Regions from separate parts of the Mus musculus genome. Here region 2 is linked to region 1. Evidence: chromatin contacts called from public Hi-C data. All regions are on one chromosome and are shown on one strand. The core of a region is the stretch at or near the end of the contact, and the rest is flanking DNA. Distances in the headings are between cores, read along the strand shown.

Evidence for each region. A called contact is a pair of places that touch in the nucleus more often than the background predicts.
Region 2: a Hi-C map of CD8 T cells shows a contact between it and region 1, with 4 times the contacts expected there. The contact joins two enhancer-like sites. A contact is called at or near these places in 2 of 39 promoter capture datasets (both in the C10 cell line), 1 of 484 Hi-C or Micro-C datasets (CD8 T cells) and 1 of 115 datasets of contacts at active chromatin or transcription factors (microglia).

What each region holds. Positions count from the first base shown.
Region 1 is chr2:75,466,854-75,473,460 of GRCm38.p6, reverse strand. Gm50595 reads left to right here. Exons shown (of 7, transcript XM_017319380.1): 4 at 2,837-3,048; 5 at 4,245-4,305. Among named protein-coding and RNA genes, the nearest start is that of 9430019J16Rik, 26 kb to the right of the region's middle. Within about 2 kb of position 2,915, at least 96 of the 459 cell types and tissues checked have an H3K27ac peak or open chromatin away from gene starts, as enhancers often do. A contact at or near this core is called in CD8 T cells, where this site is marked.
Region 2 is chr2:75,821,363-75,827,969 of GRCm38.p6, reverse strand. The region is part of intron 1 of Gm34861 (a long non-coding RNA gene); the gene reads left to right. Among named protein-coding and RNA genes, the nearest start is that of Agps, 7.5 kb to the left of the region's middle. Within about 2 kb of position 4,024, at least 102 of the 459 cell types and tissues checked have an H3K27ac peak or open chromatin away from gene starts, as enhancers often do. A contact at or near this core is called in CD8 T cells, where this site is marked.

The sequences.
Region 1 (6,607 bases), core at 1,666-4,165:
TTGAGGGTATGGGCTTTTCTTGCAGTAGAAGTTCATTGCTCAGGAAGGGGAAGAGAAATTTATGTAAGGAGGAGAGTCCTTAGGGTTCCGCCCCAGGCCAGTGAGGCATTTATATTCCAGGTGATGCTCACGGCTCAAGGTCAGCCCCGCTATCCAGGCAAAGAAAGAACCCCGACTCCTTATAAAGAGTTCTCTTTCTGGGAAAGTGAGGTAAGCCACATAAACAGAGGAGACCGGGGTGCTCTGATGTTGTAGCTGTGCTGTGTGCTGACATCCTGCAGACCCTATCTCTTCAGTTCTTCTCTTTTTGGCTAAACAGCTGGCCCGTCTTCAAGGCTGATGCACCATTAGCATCCCATATGAATTTGGCCTATGTATGGCAAACAAGGTTTATTACTAGAGAGAACAATGATTTGGCTATTGTTCTTTAGTTTTTTGTTCTTCTCACTAGTGCTGGGACAACAATAAGGCCTCGGTGAGATCAGAGCCAGTTTGAATACCAGGTCTGAGGTCTTGATTTCCTGTCTTAGCTGCTGTGGGTGCATTTAGAGATGACCAAGGAGTGTCCTCTCCAAATATCGTACATTTCGATGGCGGAAGCCAGAGGTAGGCATCTCTGGTTTTAAACATTTAAATAAGACGTTTCCCTGTGAAAGCTGGCCCCGGGATCCATCTTCATAGGCCGGAAATAGAAAAGTGAAACCGACTAATCCATCAGGTCGAATTTCTAGCAGCCCAGTTTGCTTGCGAGAATCATTTTTGGCTTGGACATTTTAACCAGGAAACATAACATTTCTCTATCCTATTAATACCAGCTGTGGGTAGTTGGTCAGCATTGATATTCACTGCCAGATGTTAGCTGAAACCTCAAAAAAAAAAAAAAAACTCCTTTAAAGTAAGTTGTAATGCCAACATTTTATAAACCTGAGACCATGTGTTTTATTATTTTTCTAGACCTGCATTCCTGAGAATAATTTCAATTATGAAACCTTATGATTTGAAGACACATATTTGTTTATGCAGATAGTAAGTGTATGTGGAAACATTATAGATAGTATCTAGTATCCATACATCCCTTTAATTACTATGAACTTAGCCATGTAAGTGGGTGAATGGGTGATGTCCTGACCTCACACATTGCTACTACTTTCTTGATCATTTTGGATCCTTCCAATGGAGTCAATCATGCCCATTGCTTGGCTTTAGTTAGAATCAATAATGAATGACTTTGTATTGTCATGTTTTGACCATTGGTGCAATTCAACTTAAATGATGGAGGCCCAAAGGCCCGTCTTGCTTTTCTTATATACCTATTTTTGTTGTTTGCTTGTTTGTTTTGAGACAAGAGTTTCTCTCAGTAGCTCTGGCTGTCCTGGAACTCACTCCGTAGATCAGGCTGGCCTTGAACTCAGAGATTCACTTGTTTCTGCCTCCTGAGTCCTGGGTATGAAGGTGAATGTCATCATTGCCTGGTTATTTACTTATTCTTTTAAAACCATTTTAGAGATTAAAATATAATTAATTCACTTCCCCTTTCTTTTTCCTCCCTCGAATTCCTCTCTATACACCTATTCTTAAAATGGTAAAAGATCTCTCTAGAAATGGGAAGTCCTCTTAGTGGGACTGAGCAGGCTGCCTTTAGACCAATTGTCAGACATGTTCACAAGGGCAAATGCTTCAGGAAATCAGAGTCCTACCATGTCCAGGGAGAGGAATTCTCAAAATCTTTGCTGCTGGAGCCACTGGGCATTTGTGAATCACCCGCTCAGTGGCTGCCAACCAGGGACTCCCACCTCAGCTGGGCACTGGGACTTTCAGCGTAAGAATTGCTGATCCCTAATGCTGAAGATTCTGAACTAGTCCTTTTGGGCTGGCATTTGAGCAGCAAATTCTCTCTCTCTCGATCTCTCTCTTTTTTTTCTGTCTGAGGCATGGTCTGGCTCTATAGCTGAAGCTGGCCTTGAACTTGTGTTCTTCGTGCATCAGCTTCCTGTGTGCTGGGATTCCAGCCCATGCTATCACACACTGCTGCCTTTGCATTTTTAAAAGATTTGTGCATGATTATTTTGGTATTTAGAGAGAGTTAAGAATAATTGTCTCGTGTAGTTTGAAGGCAAGCTTATAATAGTGCATCAAGTAGGAGACTACAGTGAGGGGGGCACTCAGCATTGCTCAGATAAACATGTCTTATTTCAAGACATGAACAGGTTTCTTCTCTCATTTTCTTCCCCTCCCTCCCTCCCTCCCTCCCTCCCTCCCTCCCTCCCTCCCTCCCTCCCTCCCTCCCTCCCTCCCTCCCTCCCTCTCTCCCTTCCTCCTTTCTTTTTTTTTACTTTTTGGAGGGAGGAGGCAGGGCCACACTATATAGGTTTAAATGGCCTGGAATTTGCTATGTAGATCTGGCTGGCCTCAAAACTCACAGAGATCCATCCGCCTCTGTCTGCTGAGTGCTGGGATTAAAGGTGAACATTACCACTGCCAGTCCGAAGCCTTTTCCTTCTCAGAAGCCCCCGGTCCCTTCCTGAACGACATGTAAACACTGTGTGGACCCTGTTTTCATCACATCCCAGGAAACCGCAGCACTCTAACCCCACCACTTCTAGGGCAGAGTCCCACACCAGAAGCCACAGTGCTTCCCCTGAGAGACCGGTTTTCTTTATGGGACACAGCCTTCAGTGAGGTGAAGAGATGCGGGGGCACAATAGGCAACATACGGGGTGGGGGTGTGAACAGAAATCAGCAACTCAGAACCAGATAGACTGATTTCGTGGGGGAATGTGGGCCCTGGTGAGCCTTATGATTTTTCTCAACCAGCACCCCGTTTCCGTTTCTGCAGCTCCCCACAACCACAGCTCTGAGCAGCGTGGGAAGACAAAGACAGCTGTGCCCGCTGGCGGCCTCAGATGTTCCCACAGCAGCGCTACACTGCAGGGTCCCCAGGGTCATCAAATATGCAGAAGGATGTTGGAGTCCTTTGTATCACAGCCAGAAATGCCATGTGCTCGGCGTTGGATCGCACTGGGCTCTTGTTCCTGCCAGTAGAAGATTGTGAGAAAGGGGAAATGGCTCTTTTATCAAACTGTATGCTGATAGCAGATTACGGGTGTCTTTGTGAGCTATAGAATGACAGATTTTCCAGGTTCTTGTTCAAGAAAAATGGCTAACTGAGAACTGTACTGGAATAAGAGCCCGACCATTCCAGAAGAAAATCACTGTCCTTAGTTCTCACTGAAATCCATTTTTAAAGGCTACAGCCTGCCTGTCCTCCTTGAGAAGAGCCAGCCTCAGCCTGCACCGCAAAGCCTGTTGGGTAGTTAGCTGCTTTTAGTTGATTAGCTCGGGAAAACTAGAGCTACCTTGAAACTCCCTGGTGGCTGGGGATGCCGGGAAATGCCACTGGGTGAAAGAGCACATGGCCACACAGCAGATGCCTCCTCCATTTCCCTTCAGACGTGAGACTTCTTGCAGTGGGAGATATACAGCTTTCATAACTGAGAACTAGAATATCCAACTTGGGTGACATTTTTTTCCTCTTCTATTTAAGCTGTTTTTCTTTTCTTTTTTATTTTAAAGATTTATTTATTATATGTAAGTACACTGTAGTTGTCTTCAGATACACCAGAAGAGGGCATCAGATCTCATTACGGGTGGTTGTGAGCCACCATGTGATTGCTGGGATTTGAACTTCGGACCTTCGGAAGAGCAGTCGGGTGCCCTTACCCACTGAGCCATCTCACCAGCCCCAAGTTGTTTTTCTTAACACAGCTAAGAGTACTGTGTTTTCGGAGTTTTGTCTTTTCTGAATGACTGGGAAGATTAACAGGAGCTTAATATTATTTCACTGGTCAGTGTTGGCCAATGGGAAGAGTAAGTGGGTTTCTATACCAGCAGCCCTTGGTCCAGTTTAAGCAAACATTTCCTAAGTGACAGGGATGAGAGAATAGAAATTTGTTCAATAAATTTGCCAATGAAAAAGTAGGGCATGGTAGTTTGCCTCTTATTAGAGCTGGTATTAAACGGTGTAAGTAAAACGGAAGAAGAGGAGGAAAAGAGGAAGGAACAACAACAACAACAGATACATGGAAACTGTGAAAGTTTAGAAGGCTGGTTATGTGTAGTACTAGGGCAAACATCACAGCACAAGCCGGGACCTGTTATTTACAACACACCTTAAGATATAACAAATTGTGATCAAGATCCATGTCTTGGAACAAACAGGTCATCAGCTGTCTTTTTCACACTAGGTCAACGGAACATGTCCTCTGCACAGGAGGTGGTAAAAATGGAGCCCTCTATGATTCTGAGGTGGGTCGCTGCTTTCATTAACTCTAGGCTGTAGCCTCGATGGTTGCTGGCCTGAAAGGCAGGCTGAGTACATGTGTGGATTTAGACTGAGGACATCCACAAGGCTCCCACGGAGGGAGAGATTCCGACTCTAACGAGCTGAGCGACCTTGACCCAGCCCTTCAGCATCGAGGGCCTTCCTTTTTTCAGCCAGGAAACAGATCTCCTCAGGGAGTAATGAGAAACTGAACTGTTCTCAGTGTCTGAGAAGATGTAAAGAAACCATGTTAGTTTCTAATAAGACTATTTCTTAAAAAAAAAGAAGTTCATGTAGTGGGCAAAGCTCTTTCTCATTATTTCGTTTTAAGTAACGTTAGGTCTATGAGTTGTACCCAGCATTAGGTCTCACTGGGAGGTTCCTGTGTGTGTGTGTGTGTGTGTGTGTGTGTGTGTGCTTTGCTTGGTCTCATACTTTGTCTCCTCCCCCCACTCTCACTCTCCTTAACCCATCCTATCCCCACCATGACCATTCCACAAATGTCAGACTTTTATTTTCAGGACGTGTCTGTTTATTTCTTTTCTTTTCAGAGTCCACATATTAGAGACAATGCTATTTATTCTATGTCAGGCCAAGTTTGCTCTGGATAATTTCTGGTTCCACCTCTTTCCCTGCAACAGTGTGATTTCATTCTCTGTGGCTAAGCAAACTCTGCTGTTGCGTGTGCCAGATTTTCTTCATTTGTTCATCTGTTCCTGACACCTAGGGTGGCTTCATATTTTGGTTATCATGAATAGAGCCTGCAGTAAGCATGGATGGGCAGGCATCTCTTTTATATACCAAGCTCATTTCCTGGGATATATGTGTTCTGTTTTTAGGTTTTTGAGGAACCACCATAATGGTTTCCATAGTAGCTGCGCTAACTAATATTCTTTTTTTAAAATTCATTTATTTATTTTATGTATATGAGTACACTGTAGCTGTCTTTAGACACACCAGAAGAGGGCATCAGTTCTCATTATGGGTGGTTGTGAGCCACCATGTGGTTGCTGGGAATTGAACTCAGGACCTACAAGAGCAGTCAGTGCTCTTACCTGCTGAGCCATCTCGCCATCCCTAATTAATATTCTTACCAGCAATGTTTAGTTCTTCCTCTACAACATCACAAGCATTGTTATTTTTAGTGAGTAGAGTCCTATAAAAACATAAATATACATAAGAAAAAAATACTTTTTAGTCAAGAGTTGGGAAATGCTCCAGACTCTGGATTAAGCCACAACATGGCCCTGAGCTCCAAATACAACTGAGAACCCCCAAACAGCTGTTTGCTCTGAACTGAGAGTGGAGAACACCTGCCGGCAGACAGGGTTCAGCCTCAAGGAAGCGAGGTTCTCACTATTAGCTCTTGGCCAGCTGCTATCAATGCATTGACTTATCTAATCCTCAAACCTGTGCAAGGTGGTGGGGAGGTGGTCAATATCCACCTTGGGGAAGAGGAATCTGAAACACAAAGGTAACACTGATTAAACTCATTATGCGGTGGGGCATGACTAATGGTCTGGGTTACAATGATTTGGAGTCCCAGCTGATGTGGCCATTGATTCCACAGTAATGAGAAAGGTAGATAAGGAGAGCAACTCTAGGCTTCTTTTATTCTCCAAGGATGAGATCAGCGGCTCTGGACTAAGGAATCTTGTTCCTGGAAGCCCTCTAGAAATGAGCACCTATGTGATCTTGCTTAAGCCGTTCTATCTTGTTTTTAAAGATAGGTTTTGTTTTCAGCTGGGTGCATGTGCGTATCTGTGTGGGGGTCTGTGTGCATGAGTGCAGGTGTCTGTAGATGCTGGGAGGTGTAAGATCCCCTTGGAGCTCCAGCTACAGGTGGTTGTGAGCTGCTTGGTGTGGGTTTTTGGAACCAAACTCTGGTCCTCTGAAAGATCAGGCATGCTATTAACTCTTGCTGCCTCTCTAGCCTCTTCCTCCGTCTTGAGTGATAACCCCCACATCTGTAAAATGAGGTTGTATTCCTGCTCCTGATAGAACAGAGAGGATACTGAATAGTGATTGATCTGCAAGTGCTAGAGTCACGTGGAAGGTTGAAGGAGGGCGTCTCACCTTCAGTGACACCTCAGTGACAACAGCTATCTGTTTAACAAGCATCCACTGTGTAGAGGTGAAGAGGTGAAGAGACATAAAAGTCCTATGTTAATCCTTATGATCTGTATTGTGACTTGCCTGTTCTATTCTTTCCTCGGGTGTTCTTGACATATAATAATATCTCTAAAAGAATAAATTGTTTGTCTGTGTACATACACATGTGCATGT
Region 2 (6,607 bases), core at 2,775-5,274, 350 kb before region 1:
AGAGCCACTTTCTCCTAAACAAGGCTCTGTAGAAGAGCTGTTTCCAAAGTTACGCGACTACTGCAGAAGGACTGCGTGGAAGCTGCAAGGCTGCTGAGAAGATCATCGAGGTCAGTAAGTGTTACATCTCCATCCATCGTGAGGGAAGCTTGGCTATCCAGGCTACCCCTGAAACGTTTACAAAGAAACACAGGTTTACCATTGCTTCTGAAACGACTGTGCTCATCCGGGCACAAGCCATCGGCATTTTCATCAGACCAGGAGTGACAAAAAGGGACAAGAGGACCAGTTAATTACTGAGATCATCTGAGGTTCGTATGTTTGACATCATAGCGTTTCCCACAACCTGCCCAAGTAATTACTCTCTGTCCCGAGAGTAATGCTGAAATACCACCTCTCATGTCTCTTTATACCCGTGTGTTTTACTAAAATGCTCTGCAAGCTGCAGGGTCCTCAGATCCGTTTTCAGATGAGCTGTTACAACCTGACTGGGAACGTTCAACGTAATACTACCAGCATGCTTTAAGAGAAAATAAAGTTTATTCTTGTTCAAGTTAAAGTCTAGACACGCCTCAACTTGTCAACTCTGGCCAAATTTATAAATTATTTAACACCAGTAGAGTAATACAATCTTTATCCTGGATGATTCAAACCTTGATGTAACTAAACTGATGAGCCAGTAGAAAAACCACTTAACATGTACTTGAGACCGTATACTCTCATGAAAATATACAGGTAGCCAAGCAGTTGTGAAACATGTACATAATTTACTATGAAGGGCTGTGACACACAAGAGTGTCTCCTATATGGCACAATCAGGTTAGTTAAGAGCCAGGATCTATGTGGAGAATAAAAACACTGTGACAGTGCTGGACGCAGGTGACCTCAATGATGAGTTCCCACTACAAAATCCCCTTACAGAAGAATGTTCCAGGCATAGTGACCTGAAATTTATTTCATGTTTCGAAGAGGAGTGGGTGTTTCCCATGAAGCCTGGTCCACTGAGATGCTTCTGATACCACAGAAAACAAAGCCTCACATTTAGGAAAGCCATATCAGGGGAATCCACTCCTTTGGGTCCTGGGACATCCAGCCTCAATGATAACTTGGAACCCAGTAGAAAGAAACTTACACACAGAGAAACAATGGTAGACCCTGATGCATGGAAGAAGGAGAGCTCCTGCCCTTGAATTAGAGCATTTCTTTTAAGTGAAGGCACTAGAACATTCTAATAAGATTAACTTCTGAAACATATATCAAATTATTTTCTGTGCTTATTTTCATTACTGGTCTTCAGGGATGCTCAGTATCTCTGAGCATAGAAAGAGAGGCGTTTGTGCCTTCTATATTGTGAAATATAATACAGAGAATGGAAGCACAAATTATCACAAACCAAGCACCACCAAGCACTGTCCCATAGGCCAAAAAACATTACTAGCAAACGAGAAAGTTTTCCTATGAACTCTCTGCTTGCTTCACCCACCTACTTGCCAAGGTAGCCACTGTCCTGAGTTTTATGATAAGCACCCCCTTGGAGTTCTTTATGGTGCTTATCAACCAGGCATGAGGCTTTTGCCTGGCTTTGTTTTGCTTTTATTTCAATGCAATTGCTTATATGATTGCATGTGTGAAATTGGTTCTACAACTAATGGATATGTAAGGTGCTTCCAGTTTGATACTACTAAGATTATTGTGAATATTTGTATATATGTCTCTAAGAGAATATACAAATTTCTGCTAAGGACGTACAGGAGTGTGTGATTGTAAGTCATAAAGTATGTTCCAAAGGAAGTGTACAAAATGTGTTGTAATAAAACACTCCCAATGCCACAATGTTTACCGTTCATATCTTAAAACTTTTTGACCACTGGGACACCTTATAAAGTATCCACTCTCATAAAGTATGTCACTCTTAACAGTTGAGACCCTTGTCCTCGTTTGCTTCCTATTGTCAAGATATACCCCGTGATCAGAAGTAACTTGGAAGAAAAAGACTTATTATGTCTTGCAAGTCCATCGTCAAGAGAAGCCAGGGCAAGAACTCAAGCTGAAACCTGGAGGCAGGAGCTGAGGCCAAGACTATAGACAGAGTCCTGCTTACTGGTTTGCTCCTGTGATTTGATCAGTTTGCTTTCTTATCTGCCTCAGGGCCATGTGCCCTGGAAAGGCACCTCCCACAGTTAAGCTTGGCTCTCCCACATCAATCAACCACTAAGAAAAAGCTTGACAGACATACCCACAGGCTAATCTGATACAGGCAGTTCCTCCACTGATGTTATCTCTTCCTTAATGACTCCAGTTTGGGTCAAGTTGACAAAAATAAAATAAAATAAAATAAAATAAAATAAAATAAAATAAAATAAAATATAAAAATAAAATAAAAATAAAAACTCAACAACAAAAAAACCTAACCAGCACAAACCTCAAGTTTTCTACTGAAGGCTGTTTCTTCCTAAGTACCTTTCTGTATACCATATAAGAAATTAAAACTGGGGCTGGTGAGATGACTCAGTGGTTAAAAGCACTGGCCGCTCTTCCAGAGGTCATGAGTTCAATTCCCAGCAACCACGTGGTGGCTCACAACCATCTCTAGGGGGATATGATTCCATCTTCAGGCAGGCAGATATATATGAAACAGAGCACTCATCCATTAAATAAATAAATTTGAAAAAAATTTTAAAAAGAAAGAAATTAAAACTGAAAAGAATTCAGAATATTTCTTTTTCTTTACACATACTCTAAGAAGCATGAAAATAAAATAAGGTCTATTTTCCAGAATAAAAGCTTGAGAAGAACGTCCCTTCCTTTTGTGTTTCTATAAGTCTTACCAGTACTGACTTAATGGACAGCTAAGATTAATGAGCTTCCCAAGTCTGCTTCTGAATTCTCTGAGGAGGTCTCCCATGACCTGTGTCCTCTGGGAAACTTCCCTTTGCACTCATGAGAGAATGAGAGTTAAAAAGGCTAGTGCCTCAGCTGACCCCCTCAAACGATTTCTAGAATTCACGGGGGCTTCTACACCTCATCTTGAGGGCTACAGCCCTAAATATTTACTTAGTTGTCTGTGAAGCACTCACTGAGAAAGTCTAGACAAAATGCATTCCAAAAGCAATTAATGATATTGTCACAAGAAATACTATGTAAGAGTCTAATTCTCCCCTGCCTCGGACATGCAACAAATTTTGTGTGTTCTTTTTGCCATTAAAAAAAAAAAAAGGGAAAAAAAATATATACACTATTAATAAAACAAAGTTGTCAAAAATATTTAAGGCATAATGGCATAATATATTTTGATTGATACATGGAGGATTTTTCAATTTCACATAATCAAATTTTGAAACTTATTCCTACAAATTTTGAGACCCAGTCCATGGATAACCAGAAACATTATTGTGGGGCAGCTGAACTCAGTGTGACTTTTGTGATAAAGTAGGATTTGTTTGCTTGTATGATCAGACTCTCTCCCACTTTATAGACTCATAAAGTTCTTTTTACTGCTGCATTTAGATCCGTGGTAACTAGTTAAAGAGATCAGTTACTACTAAAGTAGTTTCTACTGCTATAGACAGCATGTCTCGCTAGTCCCTTATTCACAGATCCCAGCATTTGACCTTCATCCTTCCGGGTCGCTGGACTCTCTTCTTCTGAAGTGTGTTGTGGCCAACAACATTCAAGTACCAGGGACAAGTGATATTCTCAAAGACGGGTCGATGTGCTCCTAATGCCAGTGGAAATTGTTTTTCCTATTGATTAAAAACCTCCTTTCAAAGAGGTGAGGCAGTTCCTTGTGAGCTAGGACAGCACTAACACAGAGAGCCAAGCTGTAACAAGTCATTGCTCTCCAGGAACCTGTAATGCCCGAGATCCCACAGAGATGTTCCATGCTTTAAGCCTACAGACTCTGAGAAATTCTTAGTCTATATTCGGGAGAATTTGCAGAGGGAAGTAATCAGCCTTCTTAGTTCTAACAAACTGGCCACCTGCTTACTCACCACTTCCTGCCTTTTCCTTCCTAAAACGGAAGCTGACTTTGCTCTCCACAGACTCCGGCTGTGCTGTAAGAAAGCTTCTGTGAGCATACTGGGGTACACATGTACTGGGGTACACATGCCCCTCGGGTCCCTCTTACATTTACCCTCACAAAGTCTAAGAAGTTTTCCCTTCAGTGTAACTACTCCAGCCACAAACAACCACACCCTTCCAAGCTCAGATGTGAACGCTGTTTAAATCCTCGTTGGAAGTGACCTGGGCAGTATCCGCACTCGGCCTCAGAGTCTGATCCCCAGAGTCAGAGCAGAGCAAGCATCTGCTTTCGAAATGTATTTTAAAAAATATTGACATTCTACATTTGTTGTTTTGTTTGTTTGTTTGTTTGTTTTAACCAAAGATACATGCTGGTTTCTTCATGGTCTTCATTTCTATCCTCATTTTTAACACCTGTTGCTTTCTTCTTCTTCTTCTTCTTCTTCTTCTTCTTCTTCTTCTTCTTCTTCTTCTTCTTCTTCTTCTTCTTCTTCTTCTTCTTCTTCTTCTTCGTCTTCCTCTTCCTCTTCCTCTTCCTCTTCCTCTTCTTCTTCTTCTTCCTGATAGACTCATCATTTTCTTTTCTGTTTTTCAACTGAGGTCAGTGAAGCAAAGAATCAGTACAGTGAGCCAAGTGACAGTGTCTGGGAAGAGCAAGGACCAAGGCTAGAAAGTCTCTCTAGGAGAAGCCACGGCAGGAAACCCTGATTTGCATCTGTCCCCAAATAGAGTCCAGCATAGAAGGGACCATAGAGAGCCAGACTGCCAGACAAGAATATGAGAGTGCGCGTTGGGATGCCAACAAGTTGTACCACAAAGTATTCTGAGTATGGTCTTGAGTATCCTTGGTCTGGCATCTTTTATACAAATACTGGAGAGTTTGAAAGTGTTGAATACCAAATTTTTATCTCTGCTTTAAGGCATTCAATTGCCATGGCCTATCATCACACGGGTTTTCTTCAATAGAAATGCTGAATCTGCTGGGTAAAAAGTAAATATTCCGATTTGTATGTATGCTGTGTCAAAGAGGAAATTTTAATTCACATAACAGAAATTTTGATCCAAACTATCTCTAATGCTCCGTTTTGGTGAGTACATACACGTTTTAAAACTTGAACCACGGACCTCCATGGAGAAGCCACCCAGCCTGGATGACTAGTAGGCGCAAGGCTGGACAGCAAGCTAGAAGAAACTGTAAACCCAAGACTGCTGCAGCAGTTAAATACCTCACAGCAGGAACACCATTTTCCCATTCTCATCTCACCTGCAGGCCTCTAGGATCTCACAGGCATTTACAGCAAAGGTCTAGGGCCCTTGAGGGATGCCTAGTACCATATTAAGTTTCTTCAGCCAAGGCCTATGGGTGTGTTGTGGGGAGGGAGGTATAAGTGTGTGTAAATTATTACTCGGGCCTGAGCATCCTGAGAGAATTGTCAATAACTGACTAGGATAGAGCAGGCAGTAATGTCATTAGGTTAGGGCTGGCTGTCACAAGACAGAAAACAAAAAGTAGAGTTATATAAAAAGATGACAAAGGGAAGGTGTCTGATTTCATACTAGACAGTGGACACATGAAGAAACTGTCCCTATGCCATAATCTTCAAAGAGGAGTTTGCACCATCAGCTGAAGAGCTATGCTCTGACGATCATGGAGACGAAATCCAAAAAGGTTGAGGAGAAGTGGAACGAGCTGGCTCGGAAACAGGAGGAGGAGGCAGCCCAGAAGCGACCCGTGGAGGTGAACTTTGCCAATGACTCCAGGGACAAATATAGCCATCTCACTGGCAGAAGAGCAGCCAAGGACGCAGCCCACGTGCTACAGGCTAGCCGTGGCTGTGTACCCGTGACGAACAAACAGGACACAGTCCACAGAAGAGAATATGTATGAAGTTGGAGCCAGTAAACACTGTGGCAGAATGGCAGAGTTGCCAGCCACCCTCTAGGCATCCCACCCCACTCCCTCCGACCCTCCAGCAAGGTCGGGGCATGGAAGGGCAAAGATGCTACTATCAAGACCCATCCTGGAGCCCCATTTCCAAACTATGAGGTCCTATCAGCTGTTATTTGGACTGGAGAAGAACTGGTTGTTTATCACTGTTGCAGTTTGGACATTGTGTGTGTGCGGGTGTGTGGGTGTGTGGGTGGGTGTGAATATGTGGGTGTGAATATGTGGGTGTGTATTTATATTATTCCCTATTATTCTTGGAACTTTCTTCCTCCTTGGAGCTGGGGTTACTTTACATTGAATAAACACTGTTTGGCCCTGGGGAGGGAGAACTCATCCACGTAACCACGCTGAAGTTAGGGAAGGTTGCCTGTGGTAGGAGGGTCACAGGATGAACCTCCTGAGAGCAGGGGACAGGTTGGTGGAAGGTGAACATCAAGATGCTTCCGACAGAGAAGCCAGACACCACCTGGAAGAGCATGATGCCAGATGTTGAGGGACAATGAAGAGGCCTGGGCTTAGAAGAGCGAAGGGATGCTCTGTGAATAAAGGAGTGCTGGGTCTACTCCAACCCAGCAGGGCACAGTCTTCAGGAAAGTCGGCCCAGTCGGAATGGCGACCCACTGACCTTGCATATTT